Regions from separate parts of the Sus scrofa genome. Here region 1 is linked to region 2. The links are chromatin contacts, called in public HiChIP or PLAC-seq maps. All regions are on one chromosome and are shown on one strand. Each heading gives the region's core, a stretch centred on a gene start, on an enhancer-like site or on the middle of the called end of the contact. The rest is flanking DNA. Distances are from core to core; before and after follow the strand shown. Region 1 holds the start of SLC25A51 (solute carrier family 25 member 51). Region 2 holds the start of TRMT10B (tRNA methyltransferase 10 homolog B).

What was found. HiChIP or PLAC-seq counts read pairs in DNA pulled down with a chosen protein or histone mark.
Region 1: an H3K27ac HiChIP or PLAC-seq map of alveolar macrophages shows a contact between it and region 2. The contact joins the promoter of SLC25A51 here to the promoter of TRMT10B in region 2. A contact is called at or near these places in 1 of 5 promoter capture datasets (fetal liver) and 1 of 2 datasets of contacts at active chromatin or transcription factors (alveolar macrophages).

The regions. Positions count from the first base shown.
Region 1 is chr1:238,664,605-238,670,982 of Sscrofa11.1, reverse strand. SLC25A51 (solute carrier family 25 member 51) reads left to right here and starts at 3,555. Exons shown (of 3, transcript NM_001258408.1): 1 at 3,555-3,647.
Region 2 is chr1:238,511,281-238,518,304 of Sscrofa11.1, reverse strand. TRMT10B (tRNA methyltransferase 10 homolog B) reads right to left here and starts at 2,263. Exons shown (of 9, transcript XM_001928975.4): 1 at 2,193-2,263. It overlaps FRMPD1 (FERM and PDZ domain-containing protein 1), which reads right to left. Exons shown (of 16, transcript XM_021066183.1): 16 at 6,591-7,024. The coding sequence ends at 6,726.

The DNA of each region.
Region 1 (6,378 bases), core at 2,306-4,805, 150 kb before region 2:
TTTCAATCTGTCAAGGGCATACAAGCCCCAAAGGACAGCCTCGTGGAGGAGCTCTGTAGGCAGTGAGGTCAGGGTCAGGGAAAGCAACAAGAAGCCCCTGCGTAAGCTGAGCCATTAAGGGGGAACAGGACTTTGCCACGAAGCAGGCAGGGCCTCTGAGGTGCAGAGGACAAAAGGTACACCGGGAAGCGAAAGTTCAGGGGAGGGAACCGGTAGCAGCTGGCCTGTGGCTGGAGCCTAGGGGTGTGAAGGGGTGTGAAGGGGAGTGACGAGATAGGCTGAGAGGATTGCAGGGGCCTGGGAAATGTGACCTAAAGGGAAAGGAAGGTCAGTGACCTCCGACTAGCAAAAGAAAACCGGCAGGTGACCTTATCTGGGCAGAGCCACTCACGGTAGCCAAGAATCCAATGACGACAGCGTGAGCAAAATTCTTTTTGTGGACATAACGGTCCATGGAGCCTGAGTGCACTAGACAAGTTTCTCGAAAGCATTTTGGTGACAGGGGAGTGGGAATAGAAGGTGCTCAAGCAAAGATCCATCAGCAATATTCCCATGGTCCTTTTTCCAAGATCTCAGACCCTCTCCACCAGCATTATTTATTTATTTATTTTTTTAGGGCCATAGGTGCAGCATATGAAGGTTCCCAGGCTAGGGGTTGAATCAGAGCTACAACTGCCGGCCTACACCACAGCCACAGCCACAGCAACATGGGATCCGAGCCGCGTCTGTGACCTACACCGCGCAGCTCACGGCAACGCTGGATCCTTAACCCACTGAGCAAGGCCAGGGATCGAACCTGTATCCTCATGGATAGTACTTGGGTTTGTTTCTGATGAGCCACAGTGGGAAGGCCCTCCACCAGCATTTTATTTGGGCAAACACCCTTTCTGCCAAGCCCTGAGTTGGAGGGCCAGAAACAAGTCAGACAGCTCTGCCCTTGTGCGAAAGGGAGACACCTTCATGAATGGTTATGACATAGGGAAGATGTTAGAACAGCTCCAAACTTTGTGCTGTGGGAAGGCAAAGGCCAAGAAAAACCATCTTTGCCTGGGGTTGAACAGTGAATGCTGTTGGGGGGAGAAGGAGAAGGGCCTTAAAGGGCTAACATGTTTGACAGCTGAGAATGGATGGTGAGAAAGGGGAAAAAGGCTTAAGTGACAGGAGGATTTGCAAAACACGGAGAAACTGAGCATGGCTGAAGCAGAGAATGTAGCTGGGGATGTGGTGGAGAGACAGGCAGAGGGGGTAGGATGCCGAGAGCCCGTGAGCCAAGGCAAGGAGTTTGGATTTGCTGGGAGAGTGGGGGAGAGGGAACCATTGGAAATTTTTAAACTGAGGAGTGAGATGATCAAAGCTGGGTTAGAGGATATTCTCTGACAGCTGATATGGAGGCTGGAGGTGTGCAGAACAGTTTAAGAGACTGAAGAATGAATGTAAGAATGAGTGGGTGAGGACAGAGAAATGAAAGGTTAATTTTATGATGATTCCTGAATCAGAAAACAGAGGGTTTTGTTTTTTGTTTTTTTTCCTTTTCTAGGGCTGCTCCCTCGGCATATGGAGGTTCCTAGGCTAGGGGTCTAATCAGAACTGTAGCTGCCGGCTTACACCAGAGCTACAGCAACGCGGGATCCGAGCCACATCTGCGACCTACAGCACAGCTCACGGCAATGCCACATCCTTAACCCACTGAGCGAGGCCAGGGATCAAACCCACAACCTCATGGTTCCTAGTTGGATTCCTTAACGACTGAGCCATGACGGGAACTCCAGAAAACAGAGGTTTTGACCTCCAACATTCATATGCCCAAGAAGAGCCAAATAAGCATGTAGGAGGGTTCTGACAAGGAACCCAGTGCTGGAGGGGCAGGGGCCTGCGCTGTGACCTACAGCATAAAAGAAACAGACTGGCTGGGCTCCAGACATGAGTGTTCCTATCAGCTTGGGATTTCCTGACTCTTTTGAGTCTTTTGTGCCCCAATTGTGTGTTTAATTTCAATCTCTGCCTCCTCTTCGGGTTTTACCCTAGGAGAAGAACCTCTCCATTCTAATTTGAAATGAATTATTTATGCTTATGAACACACTGGCTGCCTGCCTGGTTTATTTATTTTTTGAATAATACAGCTGATTAGGGATTCACACAAGACAGGGCAAACATAATTCCAACGTAAATGCCCTTCCCCAACTGCTGCCCAATTTTTAATCACTCCAAACTACTGTGTGGCCTGGTCATTATCCTGTGGAGCCTGAAATCTATCCCCGAACCCTAATCAGATGCCCGGTGCCTGCACTTGAAAGTCAAGATCTGCCCTATCAGACCTCACCACCTGTCCTTGACAACCTTATCTCTTGCCACTATGAGTTTCTCCACTCATCCAAATTCCATTCATTCATCCTCCAAGGCCCAGTTCAAACGCCTCCACCCTGTGAAGCCCGTCCTGGTTGTCCCTTAAGGGAAGAAGCCCCTCATGCATATAAACTTCCAGAGTTTTTGTTTTTATATCCTTACTTGGATTCTAAGTTCCCCCCAAGAGAGTTCAGGTGAGGACGATGGCACACAGTAGGTACCTCTGGAGAGTGTGTGGTGAAATTAGGTAGCATGGTTTCCCACACCCCAAGAAGCTGTTTATCAGGCCAGCTCAGGCAAACTGGACACAATTTTGGAGTCAATATCTACAAAATGCTCTCAGGGGAAGTGACCAGGGAGAGCCATCAACCTATACCCATACCCTGACCAGTGTTTCATGCCAGGTGAGTTGCCTATTTGACAAACCCCACTTAAAGAGCATACACCTCACAGATCTGATGAGCCTCCTGTAGAGCCTCACTCTCCTTCAACGCCTCACATCTGCGTGCCTTCCAGTATATAAGGTAGAGTCAGATCATTGCTCCCAGTGCTTGTTACAGGGGCCAAGGGCTGCATGTAAGGCAGGTGTTACTTTTCAGGATCTGGGGCTCAGAGACATGTCCAAAGTCACTCCCAGGAAGGGTCAGGACTATGATTTGACTTATGCCTCTTAATTCTCAGTGCAGTGGCATTCAATGCGTGCAAGTTGTTTGAGGTTGAAAGGAAACAGGGTTTTTAAATGACTTGTATAGTCTAAAGCACACACAGGTGTTCTGTGACCTGCAGTAATAGCAGCTGACAATATGCCACTCCGAGGGTTCAATGAAAGCTAACCAAGGCTACAAGGGGAGGGAGGCGGAGACTTTCAAGGCCTCAGCAAAGGCGCGCTTGCAACCCACAACTGTCAGTACCCAGGGGTCCTCCCGGCTACCAAGCACTAGAGAACGCGTTGGCTGTTTCTGGTACGGCAAGGCCACCGTAGGGCACCCACGGTATGGCATTCCATCCAGCGGAATCTCAAAGCCCTACGACAGATGTGATGGGTGACCCCCCAAGTGCCTTCGCTCGCCGCACAGCTGCCAGGGGTGGGCAGGCGTCCCCTCACCCTCCGCAGGTTTAGAGGGAGGCAGCGCGGCGTAGTCTCCCTCACGTGACCGGGCTCGGCAGCGTCCAGCGCGTCACGCCCCGCCCCGAGCTCTGGGGTCGGTCAATGTCTGCGCCTGCGCCGGCGCCGGCTGGGCTCGCGGGCTGGCCTACCTGCGGGCGGGCGGCTACCGGGCGCGGAGCCGGGCCCGCGGCGATGGGTGAGTGTGGGAGGCGGGTGAGAGGGAAACGCGGGGCTCCCCCGGCCTCAGCAAGGAGTGCCTGGAAGCACGAAGGAGGGTCCGAGGAGGCCGTCTGCCGCGTCCTCTGGCCCACCTACCCCTCAGCGCGCGCGCGCGCACTGCGTCCCCTCCGCCCCACGGCGCGCCCCGCCACTGCCGCTCGTGCCCTCCCGGGTGGGGCCTGCAGCCGCAGGGGCCGGCGGCCGCCGGGTTTCGCTGAGCCAGGGGCGCTGTCCGGCTGCCGGAAAGAGCTTTTCCGGTGGAGGAGGCAGCGCGCTCTTTTGGGCGCGCCTGGGGCGGGGAGGTGCCTTCTGCCGCGCACCTAGAGCGGGGCGGGAAGGGTTCTTGCTTTGCCTGCGCGGGAGGGGAGCGGCGCCGGCACTGCGAATGGGCCCCGGACCCCTTATTCTGTCCGGTGTCAGAGACGGAAGGGGCTTTGGCGAACCCACCACCCTCCCCTCCCTCTTATCACACACTGGGGAAATGGACGCCTGGAGAATGGTAAGTTCAGCCGCACAACCAGACAATGCTTATTCTGCGACACCATGTTGCTTCGCGTTGTAGGAAACTTGTAGTACGAGGCTTTTTTTTTGGTCTGGTGGTGGTGATGGGATTATGTTGTTAATTGTAAATTTGTACCAATTATTGGGTATTAAGCTTATCTAAGTGGGGCGTCTTAAAGGCTATATTTACCCTTTTTTTGGCCCTATAACTGTATACAGCTGGTCTTAATCCCCACCTTCTGTTTCACTACGTGCAAGCTGTGAAACAGAAGCCCTTAGAGTAACGGTAGTGACCTTGCCAATCTGAGCTTCCTCTGTACTTGTTTTTGAAAGGGTTCCGTGAAAGCAAAAGGTTCTAGGACTGGTTAGGTCCGCGGGTGATTTCAGAGCACAGGTTAGGCGTTTTGGATCTGGAGTCACCTTGAGTGCATCTCAGGCAAAGATCACAAGCAGTCTCTTTAAAAAGCAGTGGACTTACCTGGTCTTTCCTTTGGTAGATTAAGCCCAGAGAAGTGGATTTTTAAATCATAGACATTGCTTTAAATTTATAGTGGCAAGATAGTGACCACTGGATCCCAGGTTTATCTTATGTGAATGCTGACTCAGACCTGCTGACTTGTAGGAGTTAACATCCTTGGAGAATTACAGTTGCCTTCTCCGTAGTTTTTGTACAAAGACCTTTGTGCTGGGTTCACAACTGTGTCTTATCCATGTGGGCTATAAATTATGGTGAGCATTTAGATTACACTGTTTTCTTTTACCATAAAAGTTTGACACTTGGAGTTGCTTGAAAGTCATCTTGATTAACTTTGCCTCCTTATGCTGACATAGGTCGAGTGTTTTAGGTAGCAGGCAATGTAAAATTATGGTATATATATGTTGCAATAAATTGGAGTGAATTATCCATGTTAAAGAATTTAAATATGTAGATCAGTTTAGCAAAGAAATTTAGTCATGTTCAAGTATAAATATACAAAATTTTTAATTTCATCGCTACAGAATACTCTGTACACTATCCTTCCTTCTCCTGGCTAAATTAAGAACCTGTTTACACTATCTCCTTATCTAGGAAGAAATGAGAGGGAAAGCTTTAAATCTGTAAAGTCCAGAAGGGTTTCATTGCATTCCTTTTCCCTATGTCAAGGCCTAGTTTTAAAAATCTGAGACCCTAAATGTACAATAATGTTCTTTAAATTCCTTAAAGTAGTTAATTGCAGTGGTCAGTAAATGACTGGCTGGGAGTTCCTCTGTGGTGCAGTGGGTTAAGGACCTGGCATTGTCCCCACAGACAGTTGGGTTGCTGCCGTGGCGAAGGTTCAGTCCCTGGTCCCGGAACTTCCATATGCTGCAGGTATGGCCAAAAAAAAAAAAAAAAAAAAAAAAATTTGCTAACTTCTGTTAGTCACAACTTTCTATTTGTTGAGTAACAGTCCCCATTATCACAAAGGATCATGACAAAACTAGTAGAAGTCACTTTAATTTGCAAAATTTTGGAAAGTAATGCAGGTACCATTCCAATAAAAATTAAAAGTGAACATGGACAAAATTTTATTGTTCAAGTGTGCAAATAACTTGGTTTGTGTTAACAAGGAACATATTGTTAAGCAGCTTTTAAATGTTATGTGTTTGGTGTGTAAAAATGAAATTTTTTTATGTTTGTAAATGTCTCAGTGAGTTAGGAATAGTCACATAGATCTGAATATTTTTGTTGATTTTAACATGGTTTAGTCCTGAAACTCTGAAGAAGAGCAAAACATTATGTAGATACAAAGTATTTCTGTGCTGTTGTTTTGTAAATTTTTATTTTTGGCCACACCCTTGGCATATGGAAGTTCCTGGACGAAGGATCTAGTCCAAGCTGCAGCTGCAACCTACACCACAGCTGTGGTGATGCCAGACCCTTAACCTGCTGCACTACAGCAAGAAATCCATTAAACTGCTTTTTTTTTTATTTTTTATTTTTAGGGCCACACCTGAGGCATATGGAGGTTCCCACGCTAGGGGTCAAATCAGAGCTATAGCTGCCGGCCTACACCACAGCCACAGCAATGCAGGAAGCAAGCGAGCCACATCTGCGAACTACACCCACAGTGCACAGCAACGCCAGATCCTTAACCCACTAAGCGCGGCCAGGGATCTAACCCACATCCTCATGGTTCCTAGTTAGATTTGTTTCTGCTGTGCCACAAGGGGAACTCCAGGACAAT
Region 2 (7,024 bases), core at 1,014-3,513:
TGGCATAGGCCGGTGGCTACAGCTCCTATTAGACCCCTAGCCTGGGAACCTCCATATGCCACAGGAGCAGTCCTAGAAAAGACCCCTCCCCCCAAAAAAATAGTGCTGAGGCAGAAAAATATGATGAACAATTGTTATAGCACACTTAACAAATTTAATAATTTCAAGGTGATGTTCAATATCCCTGAGGAAGGTATGAGTAAGAAGTGCTCCAGTGTACAATTAAGTGTCACAAAGAATGGTATAATAAGTTTCTGCTGTGGCAACCCCACTCAGGTTGCTGCAGAGGCATGGTTCAATCCCTGGCCCATGAACCTCCATATGCCATGGGTGCGGCCTTAAAGAAAATAATCATAACAATGGTGTAACCATTGCTCATGGGGCTACTCCCTGAGTCCAGGGTGCTACCAATATCTTAGGAAAATGTCTATCTTTGAAAAAGTAAAGCTATGAAATATCTACATCTACAAAATATCCATGGATCTGGTACTGAAAAGACCTATTTATAATGAAAAGCAAAGATTCTTCCTTCTACTGCTTCTACCTTTAGAGGGGGAAACCCTTGTTAACCAGATATTTTTAGTTCTTCTGGTAATTAACCAGAAATCCTCAACCTGAACTCATATGCTTACACCATTACTTCTTAACTCATCAACTTTCCCTGTGCAACACTAAAATTCAAATAACTTGCATTAACCTCTTTTATTTTCAATTCTTCTGTTAGTTACCTTGACCTTTAAATTCTTCTGCGGTACAATTTACTTACAATAAAATACCATGATTTTTTTTCTTTTTTAGGGCCGAGCTGTGGCATAGGTAAGTTCCCAGGTTACGGGTCAAATTAGAGCCATAGCAGAGCCAGATCCAAACTGCATCTTCCATCTATGCCCCTCCGCAGGATCCTTAACCCACTGAGCCAGGCCACGGTTCAAACTCACATCCTCACTGAGACTTAACCACAAGGGGAACTCCAAAATGCCAAAATTTTTTGTTTGTTTTTTTTGTCTTTTTAGGGTCGGATCCATGGTATATGAAGGCTCCCAGGCTAGGGGTCGAATTGGAGCCGTAGCCACTGGTCTACACCACAGCCACAGCAACACTGGATCCAAGCTGCATCTACACCACAGCTCACCACAATGCCAGATCCTTAACCCACTGAGCAAGGCCAGGGATCGAACCTGAATCCTCATGGATCCTAGTCATAATCATTTCTGCTGAACCACAACGGGAACTCCAAAATGCCAAGATTTTAAAAGCATAGCGCAGGAGTTCCCGTCGTGGCGCAGTGGTTAACGAATCCGACTAGGAACCATGAGGTTGCGGGTTCGGTCCCTGCCCTTGCTCAGTGGGTTAACGATCCGGCGTTGCCGTGAGCTGTGGTGTAGGTTGCAGACGCGGCTCAGATCCTGCGATGCTGTGGCTCTGGCGTAGGCTGGCGGCCACAGCTCTGATTAGACCCCTAGCCTGGGAACCTCCATATGCCGCGGGAGCAGCCAAAGAAATAGCAAAAAGACAAAACAAACAAACAAAAAACAAAACAAAAAAAGCATAGCGCAACAAGTTTCTGTGTGTGGTTGGCAGGAGATAACTTATGATTATCTTCCTCACTTAATTCAGATTTTCACTAACCAACATGGCACATATTTTACTTAATTTTCTGCCTGAACTTTCCCGTGCCTATAATGTCAGCAGGTGTTCTGTTCGCTTTGTTCACTATATCCTCTATGCCTGGAAATGAGCGTCATACATAACAGACAACCAATAAAGACTTGCCAAATTAATAAATTCTCCACTCCACCTCTATCTCTAAGTTGATAGAGGCCTCACAACTTTATAACCCAAGTCCCACCTGATGAGCATATTCCTGGGCGCTAAGTGATGGACCAAACTCTGCATGCTTCTCTCATCTTCTCATTCTGTTTTAGCCACTAAAGGCGGCTCCACTCCTCTGGCACCTTTCAGCACTAGAACACCCTGACTCTGGGTTCAACAGTACCCCGCGTGTAGGCCCCGTCTGGCCCATAGGCTTCGAGGGCTACGGAAAGCAGGAAGGAAGTACCAAGAAAGGTAGAGAAAATAATGTCACACGATTGCTGCGCAGGCCCTGGCTTTCCGGGCGAATGCCCTGCCCGCGAAACAGAAGCAGCCCCAGGCCGGACCCCCACCCTTACCGCAACAAGCCCGACGCATACCTGAACCCTTCACCTTAACGCAGAGGCAGCGGCGCCTTCAGGCCCCGCCTCCGACTTCACTTCCGGTTCTGTTCTCTTGGAGAATGGCCTTCTGGGAGTTGTAGTTCTCAGCCTGGCAGCTAGGTGTGCAGGGCCCAGAGTGGAGGCTTTGGTGTCGGCTCCCAAGCCCCATAGTGGCACAAATGAATTGCGTCCCACCGAAAGGTTGCCGCGCCTCACTGAGCCTCTGTTTTCTAGCCTACTAGCTGGGCCCACAATCCCAGTCGCTTGCCGACTGCACAGGGCTGCTGCAGGTTGACCAGCCCCTTCGGTGGCTCTTAAGGGCTGAAACCAGACTTGAACCACCCCTCAGCTCTCATCGTGGGAGCCTTGCTTTTCTCCGGGCTCTCTGTGCTTCCCCACAAGCAGCGAGGCCCACGAGCTGACACAGCTCCCCTCACCACCACCCGGCCGTCCAGGATAATAACAGGTCTCCTGGCTTGAGCCTAGCCTCCGGCCACTCTCCCTTCTCCATCTCTCCTCAAAATCCCCAGGGAAACTACTGCTCGGAGAGCTGAAGTTACTTGCCCAAACCTTGCCCTGATAAAAACTACCATTTGCTCTTCCATTTATTCCTGCAGTCCTAGGAGTCTCACCCTTTTGAGAGATCATACTATGAAAGAGCCTGAAATACCTCCTGCCTGGGGAAACCAAGCCCTGCTGGATCTGTCCTTGACCTCACAGTTTTCCCCCTTTTCTTTACAGAGCATCTCCAACACCTACCCACTGGTTTCCAGTCCGTGCTTTAATCCATCCTTTATCTGCTACTGGAGCACCTTGTAAAATACTGAATGAAATTAACTATGCTTTCCTCCCCAGAAAGCTTTTTTTCTGAAACCCACCTCTAATGTCTCTGTTTGTAAACTGGCCTTGGCTCCCCACTCAGCAGGATTTGCTAAGTGGCTCAAATGGTCTTCAGCGGCTCCCACCGCCCCTGCCAGTCCGTGTGTCTTGCAGAATACCTTTCCTTCTTCCCTGCCACTGCTTTTGTGTCTCTTCATCTTTGAGCTCACAGCCACTTCCTCACAGAAAAGACCTCCTAGCTGGTATTACTGCCCACCCTCCTTGGGCGCCCATTCATTTACCATATGATTATTTGTCTCCCTTACCTCAAACTCCTCAGCGGATTCCCATGGTACTTGGATGTGCAATCCAACTTTCTCAAGGCTTTGCATGCTTGGTTCCTGGCTGCCCCACCAACCTCATCTATCACTCTTCTTCCAGCTTGCTGTGTTGCAGTCGCACCTGTCTTCTTGAAATGCTTTAAACACACCAACAGCTTCTGCAGATACTGTTCCATTTCCTCCCTGTTTTTCCGTGACTGCCTCCTTCTTACCTTTTAGGCTTCAGCTTAAACCTTGCCTCTTCAGAGAGGCCTTTACTGACCACCTATAGGGAAAATTGGCTCATCCCAGCCCCATACTAACACTCTTCATTTTCTTGATTTCACTTTCATCTATCGGTAATCTTTTTTTTTTTTTTTCCTGTGTATTCCCTGAAATTGTAAGTTCTTTGATGGGACTACATCTATCATGTTGATGGTTGTATTCCTGGTGCCACTGCACGATAAATATTTGTCAGTAGAATAAACAAATGGGTTATTTTTCTCCTTTCTTGAGAAAAGCTTACCTTCCTATCTGTTAAAGCCAGGACTTGACACACAGTAGCTACTCAGTAAATACTTCTTGACATCCTTGCTCTAATTCAGGCTGCCTTCTACAGGAAGCCTTCCCTAATCACCACTTTCTCTCCCACACCCCCACCACCAACACACTCAAGTTACTTCTCTCTTGTGAACTCTCATAGCACCTTAGCTGTTCTCTTTGGGGGTCCTGAGTACACCATGACTTAGAGTGTAGGTCTCTGTGTGTCATCTTACCTCTTGGACCAGGAGCTCTTGAAGACCAGATTCTCACCCACCTATTCACAGCCATAATCCTACATCGAGCATCCTGGCATGAGTGTACCATAAATGTTTGTTTAAAGAAATGAATCTCCCAAGATGATGGTGGGTGGAAAAAGGAAGGAGTGTTCATATCCCGTAGTTTCTCAGTCATTAAACAATTGATTCTTGTGTTGGGGAGTAGGCAGTCCCATCCGGCTCTCATGTAGGGGGAGCTATGTATCTCAGAGGAAGTGCTAAACATGGCAAACCCTCTGCACTTCAGCTTCTCAACAAGCAATGATGAATTTCTCCGAACTTCTGGGACTTATACTCCTCATGGAGGCTCAGAGCAAAATACCAGCTCCATAGAGTAACAACCCAAGGAAGTACATGGATTTGAGGGGAGAAGAAGCAAAGAAAGAAAGAAACAAACATTTGAGTGCCTGTGCTGGAGGCTTCACAGTCTTATGTCCTGCCTTCCACATGTATTTATTTCTCACAATAATGCCGAATGTACATTATGTAACAATCTCTTAGTTCGGGGTGTTGTGTGGATAAGAAAATGTATTCAAGATACCTACATAAGGCACACTGTAGGCCCTCACTAATGAGACTAGTGTTATTTTCTTTTGTCACTTGGGGAAACTGAGGCCCAGAGAAGTGCCTGTAACAACCCTACCAGCATCCAAGCCCTGACTGAGTTGAAGTCCTGCCCTTCTTCCCTAAACTTGTGAACACACATTGTGTGCACTTAAGTCAGTTACGTAGCTCTTCACAGCTTTCTGCTTGTAAAAGTATTCAAGTCCTGTTTAACATCATATGATTTTTATTATGTGGGTGTCCTGTTTTATTTTTCATTGTCATGAGATCACTTAAACTCTGTTTACAAGAGCCTGGAGTTCCCGTAGTGCTTCAGCAGTAACAAACCCAACTAGTATCCATGAGGATGCGGGTTCGATCCCTGGCTTCGCTCAGTGGCTCAAGGATCCAGCATTGCTGTGAGCTGTGGTGTAGGTCGAAGATGTGGATCAGATCCTGTGTTGCTGTAGTTGCGGCATAGGCTGGCAGCCGCAGCTCCAATTTGGCCCCTGGCCTGGGAACTTCCATATGCCACACATCTGGCCTTCCATATGCCACACAAGCCAAAAAAAAAAAAAAAAATCTGTTTACAAGAGCCTTATTTAAATTTTATTTCAAGTATTCTGTGAAAAGAAACAGGCATCTAAGAAAATCTTTTCCTGGCACAAGTACTGGTTAACTGAATGCCAGTTAACAAGCAACTAGTAACGGGATAGGAAGATTCTCTTCTCTATTACTTTCCTTCCGACTGGGGAGAGATTACGTTTGTGACTTAACACCTTCACCTCTGCCCCTGTTTTTCCTGAGTGAAGGAGAGGAATTAGGGAGCCTTTGAGGAGATCAATTGCAGAGGAAGCATTGAGCCCACAACTGACCAGGAGCCCCACAAGGACAGGGGGACCCCTTTGAATGAACTCTAAATAGCCCAAAGTGAGTGTCTGAATGATTTTGCCCTTGACAGAGAAGCCAGGGGAAAAGGCATCCAAAGGGTAAACTGAAATCGGTTTTCCTGGAATCTGAAAATAAAATGCAAGGAAGTTTTCAGACTAGGAGAAGAATCCATAAATTTGGGGGATTATTACTAACTTTTACTGAGTAATTACTAGATCTTCACCCTAAAAAGCAGGCACTATTAGTATCCACAATATTCAGAAGAGAAAACAAAAGCACTGTTAAGTAGCATGTCCAACCTTGGTAGCATGCATGTTCTACTAAGATTAACGGGGATTAACTGGCTCAAGTGGAATTAGTGAGAAAATGTATTGAATATATTTATTCTGCTCTAATATTATTCTTAAAAAGGCAAATCTTATTCAGGCTTTAATGTTTGCCTTCGATATTTAAAACGGATCGAGGGTGCAGGATTCAGGGGGTGCAGTCAATTTCAGATAAAGCACAGCACACCTGGATGGGGGGGGTGTGCCACTTAGGGGCTTACTGTCACCTAGTGGCAGCTTGTGCTTATCACAGTGAGGCTGCCAAGAATACCAGGCCTCTGGGTGCAGGTGTTGCCAACCAAAATTCGTGATGGTGGAATCCATCAAATATCACATGTATTCACTCCCCTTTGCAGAGGCTGCCACCAAATCAGTGTGATAGGAGAATTCAGGACTGTTGTTCAGAGATTTCACCTTCCTTATCCCTGCCTTCTTGGGACAGTTTGTGACTTCCTCCTGCAGCCACACTCTCAGGGTATGCTCTTCCCAGGGTACACACCTTACTGCATCTGCTCAGAGAGGTTGTGAGCATCCTGGCCACCGACAGGGACTTGTCTTGCTCATCTTTCTGTATAAGCCCTAGCCCATGGCCTGGCCCAGAGGAGGGATCCAGTGAATGTTGGTTGAATGAATATGAAGGAATGCTGTTAACCCAAACTTATCATCACTCTGTAATGATTCAGGCAAAGATTAAGCAGCAGTTTATTTGAATACTCTTAATAGTAAACATTTGAGAGGGGTAGGTGGGGGCATGGCAGGGGCTTCTCAGCGAAGTATCCAGGGCATGGCAGGGGTCCTGGGCAACAGGCGTGCTCACAGGGCAGTGGAGGCCCGGAACTTCTGGGTCAAACAGAACACAGCGGCCGTGAGGGCTGTGCACTGACGGGCCAAGAGTTTCACACTCAGGTCATGGTAGCCTTTCTCGCAGGTCAGCTTTGCAGCCTCCACAAACTGGTGGTAGGTGTACACCACATCCCTCAGGTTCCCGGCTGCCTCCTGGTGTCGGGTGGAGCAGCGGCTGCAGTCTGTAAACTGGAAGCACAGGCCGGCCAGCTGGACCAGGTGCTGGAAGGTGTCACGCACAGCACCCTGCATCTCCTCGGGGGACTGGT